Linked DNA regions of Zea mays: region 1 is linked to region 2. A link is a contact called in public Hi-C data. All regions are on one chromosome and are shown on one strand. The core of a region is the stretch at or near the end of the contact, and the rest is flanking DNA. Distances in the headings are between cores, read along the strand shown.

Evidence for each region. Hi-C and Micro-C count contacts between places; a contact is called where the count stands out from the background.
Region 1: a Hi-C map of ear shows a contact between it and region 2, with 2.4 times the contacts expected there. The contact joins the enhancer-like site here to the promoter of LOC100284513 in region 2. A contact is called at or near these places in 4 of 25 Hi-C or Micro-C datasets (ear, leaf and tassel).

What each region holds. Positions count from the first base shown.
Region 1 is chr7:93,464,846-93,467,581 of Zm-B73-REFERENCE-NAM-5.0, forward strand. It overlaps the pseudogene LOC100304321. Among protein-coding and RNA genes, the nearest start is that of LOC100279578, 45 kb to the left of the region's middle. Within about 2 kb of position 1,391, at least 6 of the 20 cell types and tissues checked have an H3K27ac peak or open chromatin away from gene starts, as enhancers often do. A contact at or near this core is called in ear, where this site is marked.
Region 2 is chr7:93,292,089-93,295,084 of Zm-B73-REFERENCE-NAM-5.0, forward strand. It overlaps LOC100284513 (estradiol 17-beta-dehydrogenase 8), which reads right to left and starts at 1,627. Exons shown (of 1, transcript NM_001157408.2): 1 at 625-1,627. The coding sequence starts at 1,597. The coding sequence ends at 776.

The DNA.
Region 1 (2,736 bases), core at 141-2,640, 170 kb after region 2:
CAACTATACAGTCTGCAAGTTTAAACTTCAATTGAAAACAAATATTGTTCTTTTGTAAATGTTAAAACTAATGACGACCTATATCGCTAAATGTCTTGTCCAAAACATGTTGTCGATATTTGCAGTCAGACCATGGATGGCTTCATTCTTTTGGATCAGCAGCCTACAGAATGCACATATTAAAAAGGAAATTACATTAGTAACTGAAATGGGCTGACATCTACAAAGGGAAAACTATATATGTACCGGTGACATGATACTAATTAGTAGCAGCTCTTGGATAACGAGCAAAACTGTGCCTTCACTTGAGAACAGATGCTCTAGGTATGCAGAACTAAGTAAAATGAAATCTGTTTACTAGTTGACGGTGTTAAGGTGTGTCCTCTACGCTAGCCGGTTAACAGTTATTGGGATAGTGTTAACATTAATCGTCTAATCGTGCCCCTGATCAGGGAGCTATTCTAACTATTGGTTGCAGTCTCTAGTTACACGACACCATATCAATAGATTAAGGGGGCCGACGGGTTTAGCCAACGCTAATCACTCGATCACAAAAGTCTAATCGACACTTTACAGAGGTCCTTATCACCTAAGCGCTCAGAGTGACTGGAAGAGATGCGGCTCATGGCTTTGATCCGCGTAGACTCCCCAACGGGATCAGGATCTAAGCTTCCCCTGTAGGTGCCAACTGCCAATAGAGGAGTCACTCCATCGCCGACCAGCGACAAGAACCAGTCTCCTCGCCACATGCAGGGAGGTGGAGGAGGCAGATCTTCGCTGTAAGACGCCGCCGCCATGGCTGCTGCGATGAACAACAATGAAGGTATGTACCTCTGTTCCTCTCAGTATAATAGATCTAGTCGTTATCGAGGAATTGTAGTTACGAATTGGTATTCTGGAGGCTTAGGAATCGATCCTAGGCACTATGAACATTGATCAGAAGCTACAACTACAATATGAATCCTGCTGTGTAAAAGGAAGTTCAAATTGGCTGGTATGAATAAGAACTGAAAACATGGCTGTCATGAATAAGAACTGAACACAATAATGTTTTCATGACTGTAGAAGCTACATGTTTCATTGGTTCGTGCAGGAGCTTTCAAAAAAATGCACATGTTCACCTGAGATTGTTTACACACCAACAGAAATGTAAAGTCAGGAGCTCAGGACAATAAAGCATTACTACTCAATACCTGTTCTGTTGTGCCTGTTGTAGCTTGCGCCTCCATGGCATCACAGGGAGCGGGAGGCCGGCTGGCCGGCTGGGTTTCAGACGACGGGGTGGGTGGGGGTGGGAGGTGTCAGTGGCGCACGACGCCACAGGAAGCGGGAGGCCGTTGGGGGATCACTAGGGGGCTGGCGGTGGCACTGTGAGGCTAGCGACGGCGCGTCGCAGGAGCTGCAGGTTGGTTTCCCATCGCCCGAGACATCGTTTACTCCGGTGCAGACGTGGGGCGCTTGCGGGACGCTCGGCTCTCGTGCCAAATCTCTATTCAATAGTAAGGTGGTAAGGGATAGTTCCGTCACCGTACTGTCTTTCTCATTCTAACTTTCCCGCAAAGTCCATTCTCATTCCTAGCTGTCATTCCGTGTTCTGCCATTTACATTCCTTCTCCCCGTACTGTCTTTCTCATTCCCTCTCCCCGCAAAGCTCATTCTCATTCCAACGTGCATCTCACGCCTAGCTAAAATTAAATTAAAAAACACAAATGTGCCCCTCAAGCAAATATGCTCGTAGCTACCACTACCACATGTGTGTTTATATCAATATCTGTTACAGTAAAAATATCTACTACATCTGTCTTAAAGCCTACCGGCTACCCTTGCACAATGTGTAGTAGTAGATAATTATCAACGAGATTCCTGAATTATATTTTTAGATAGAGGAAGTACTATTTAAAGAAGAGTCTTGCATGCAATTTTTTTGTTTGATGTTTTCAACTTAAATTCTTTTTTTATATGTGTGACATTTATTCTCCGTAATATATTTTTCATGGATCTGACTTGTGAGTCATTTTCATAAACCAACGCCAAAGATAAATCCATGTTTCTTATTTGGAAACCCCGAACAAACACCACTGGCAGGAAGCGCTCGCATTGGCGTCGCTCATCGACGACGAGAAAAGCTTGGTGCCTGTCAGTTCGACCTCTGGAAGTTATACTACGTGACTGCATGCGTCGCTGTGTTCGACAAGCTCCGGCGCAGCCGCCGCTTGGACGCGGTCCAGAGTGGCTGCACCACGCTGTCCATCTTCAAACAGGGGGACCTCATGGTCGTCGCCAAACGTCGGCGACTCTCGGGTTGTTCTGGGCACCGCATCCGACAACGGCGCTGTCACGCCGTCCAGCTCATCATCCACCTGAAGCTCAACCTGCCATGTAAGTCACTACTGACCGGCCATGAATTCTTGTGCGCTGGGACGACGATCGTTGCTGACGTTGTGTGAATGTCCTCGAACAAGATGTATGTAGAGAAGTAGCACATCTGGTGGTGCAAAGGCTAGGTGTACTACCTCGCTGATGAGCCCGGGGTGCACTTCGTTTGGCAGCCTAGCCAAGAGTCATCGATACTCGCCATGTCGTGCATGTTCAATGATTACTATATCAAGGACTATGGCGTCATCTTGGCCAGAGGTGACGCAGAGGATGACCGATAGCAATGACCACTCGCCATCGTCGGGGTAGCTTTTGTGCTGGTCTGCCTTTAATTCTCTTCGCAAACACATGCATTTGTCT
Region 2 (2,996 bases), core at 377-2,876:
TATAACTGTATCTATTTATAACAAAAAAAGAGACAATATAAGGAGCGCGTTAGTAACTATTCCTTTTTAGCGTGTTCATTCCTTTTATTATTCCTTTTATTATTTTCAGAATTTTGATTATAATAAGCTTCTCATATCAATTTATCACTCAACTGAAAGTAAACTGAAGGGATTAATTAAGGTCCCACATTTTAATTATATTATCTTGTTTTGATACCTTTCAGAAAACAAAACAAGTAACCAACACTAAGCATTAATACCGAAGCTACCATTTGCCTTTTTATCCTACAAAGGATATGATAAAATCACTTTGTTGTTTCTTAGGGCTAGTTTGGGAACTCCATTTTTTCAAGGGATTTCTATTTTCCCAAGAGAAATTAGTTTATTTTCCCTTGGAAAAATGAAAATCGCATGAGAAAATTGAGTTCCAAACTAGTCCTAAAACGAATTAAAAACAACTGAGATTTATTAGTTTGAGAACCTTGGGCAAGGTTACAACCCAACAATGTTGTTTAGAAATACTTGTCTCATACATGAGCTAGACTTGTGATCCTGTTTATACGAATGAGAACGATTCACATCCAATAACAATACGTAATCCAAAACACATCCAACAATAATATAGAGCCTGATTATAAATACACACAATAGAATAAACGACACAATCTTTAAATAAATTAATGAACTGCCAAGCGATAACTGCGCCACAAGCTTAAATTTATGCTCCGAGGAAAATACATCTAATCAACCATAAAAAGTAGGCACGCAGTACTAGCTAGATGGTGCCACCGTTGCAGCGCAGGACCTGCGCGTTGACCCAGTGGCCAGCATCACTAGCGAGGAAGCTGACGAGCGGCGCGATGTCCTCGGGCATGCCGAGCCGGCCCAGCGGCGCCTCGGCGATGTATCGCTCCATGTCATCCTCCGTCTTGCCGGTGTACATCATGGGTGTCCCCGTGGACCCTGGCGCCACCACGTTGGCCGTGATCCCCGTGCCGCGCAGCTCGCGCGCCAGGATCTTAGTCATCACCTCCACCGCGGCCTTGCTTGCTGCGTATGCCGAGTAGCCAGGGCGCAGAGACCCAACTCCCGACGAAGAGAACGTCACGATTCGGCCGCGGCCGTCACGCACCAGCCGCCTGGCCGCCTCGCGGCAGCACAGGAAGGTGCCCCGTGTGTTGACGCTGAAGGCGGCGTCGAACGTCGCCTCGCTGGTCTCCGCCAGCGGCGGGTAGGAGTAGTCCAGCACCGCCGCCAACGTTACCAGGATGTGGAGCTCCCCGCCGAAGGCTGCGGCGGCCGCGTCGAACAGCGCCTTCACGGCTGCCGCGTCGGACACGTCCGCCTCGACCGCGATGGCTCGCGGCTGCTGGCTCTCGCCGGGGTGCTCGGAGGAGTTGATGGCGGCTACCAGCGTCAGAGCAGGTGCCGGGTCGCCGATGTACCCCACCACGACGCGCGCGCCGAGCGACGACAGGTGCTTCGACACGGCCGAGCCGATGCCGCCGGCACCACCGGTGACAATGGCTACGCGGCCGTGGAGCATCATCGATGCCGTCGCGTCCGCCCCGCCATTATTTGACTTGGGTTCAGCCATATGGGGTTCGAACGTGTGAACCGTTTGCCTGGTGGAAATGAAGCTCTGGAACGCAGGCAATTTAACGGTGTACATTCAGACCGTGCCACCGACACGTCCATACAGTGTACAGTTATCCGCTCCGATGCACGTGATTTGGGCTTGTCGACTTCAATGCAACAATATTCCTGGTTGGTGATAGTGAATGAGGACAGCGGCTCATCATTGCACGGAAACTGGACATGTCGGGCAATTCCACTTCTAGGTCGATCTACGTAGGAGTGATTTCTAGTGGCGTGGCGTGATACACATCATACATTTCAGAATGGAAGATATATTTGGTATTTAAAAATTCCGCCGAAGATCTAGATTTTTTCCGTGGATGTCATCGGCATGTTAGAGTTCAGATCAGCCACAATAGTAAACCGATAAAGATCCAACGGTCACGCAATGTTCGATGGCTTCCTTAAAGGCGGTTGGACATAAGACTATGTCCGACGGCTTCCTACAACCGTCGGACATAAGATTCTACGTCTGACGGCTGTCAGACAGACCGTCATCAATAACCTTATATCCGATGGCCTGTGTGACAGCCGTCGAACATAATCTTATGTCTTATATCCGACAGCTGCCACACAGGCCATCGGATATAAGAGAGTTTAAGCCACGACGCCCAACCACGCCGTTTCATTTCACCCGTCACGAGCGCTTCACCGCCGATGCCAGCCCACCCCTTCACCGACGCCCACCACCGCCCTCGCCGGCGCCCGTGCCTACCGTCACCTCCAGCCCCAGCAGTCGCCCGTCCCGCCGTTTTCCGCCCCGCCACCGGCTCCCGCCACCGTAGGCGCCCGCTGACGGCCTTCTCGCTCCCATTGGCGCCCGCTCCGCCCCCACCGCCTCGCCGGCTCCAACGCCCATCCGCCCCTACATCGCCCGCACCGACCATCCTGATCTCGCCATCGGCTAAGTGAGTATTTTTTGCCTTGTACTATAATTTTGTAGATGCATATAAATTGTTTGCAAGTATTTATTTTTAGTATTAAATGATTTATTTGTAAATATTGTTTAGTTTGTTATGTTCGACAGCCGGAGTTTGTTTATGTAATTAAATTAGCTTGTTTTAATTCATTTAGTGGTGTCTAGATAATTTAAACTTTTAATTTATGAGGGTCATTATTATGCCCTTGGAAATAAGGTCATTTTATATGATTTAGGGTTCCGTGAAATGTTTTTCTATATAATATTGTACTGGTGTGGTTTATTAGTTTAACTACGTAATAATTTACGATGATTCTAGTTATTCGTAGTGTATCATAGATGTAGGGGCATGATTTACTTAACTAATGTCGTTAACATCTCGTATCTAGTATGGAGGAGGATCGTCGATGGATGTATGAACGTTGGAAGAAAAGAGGTG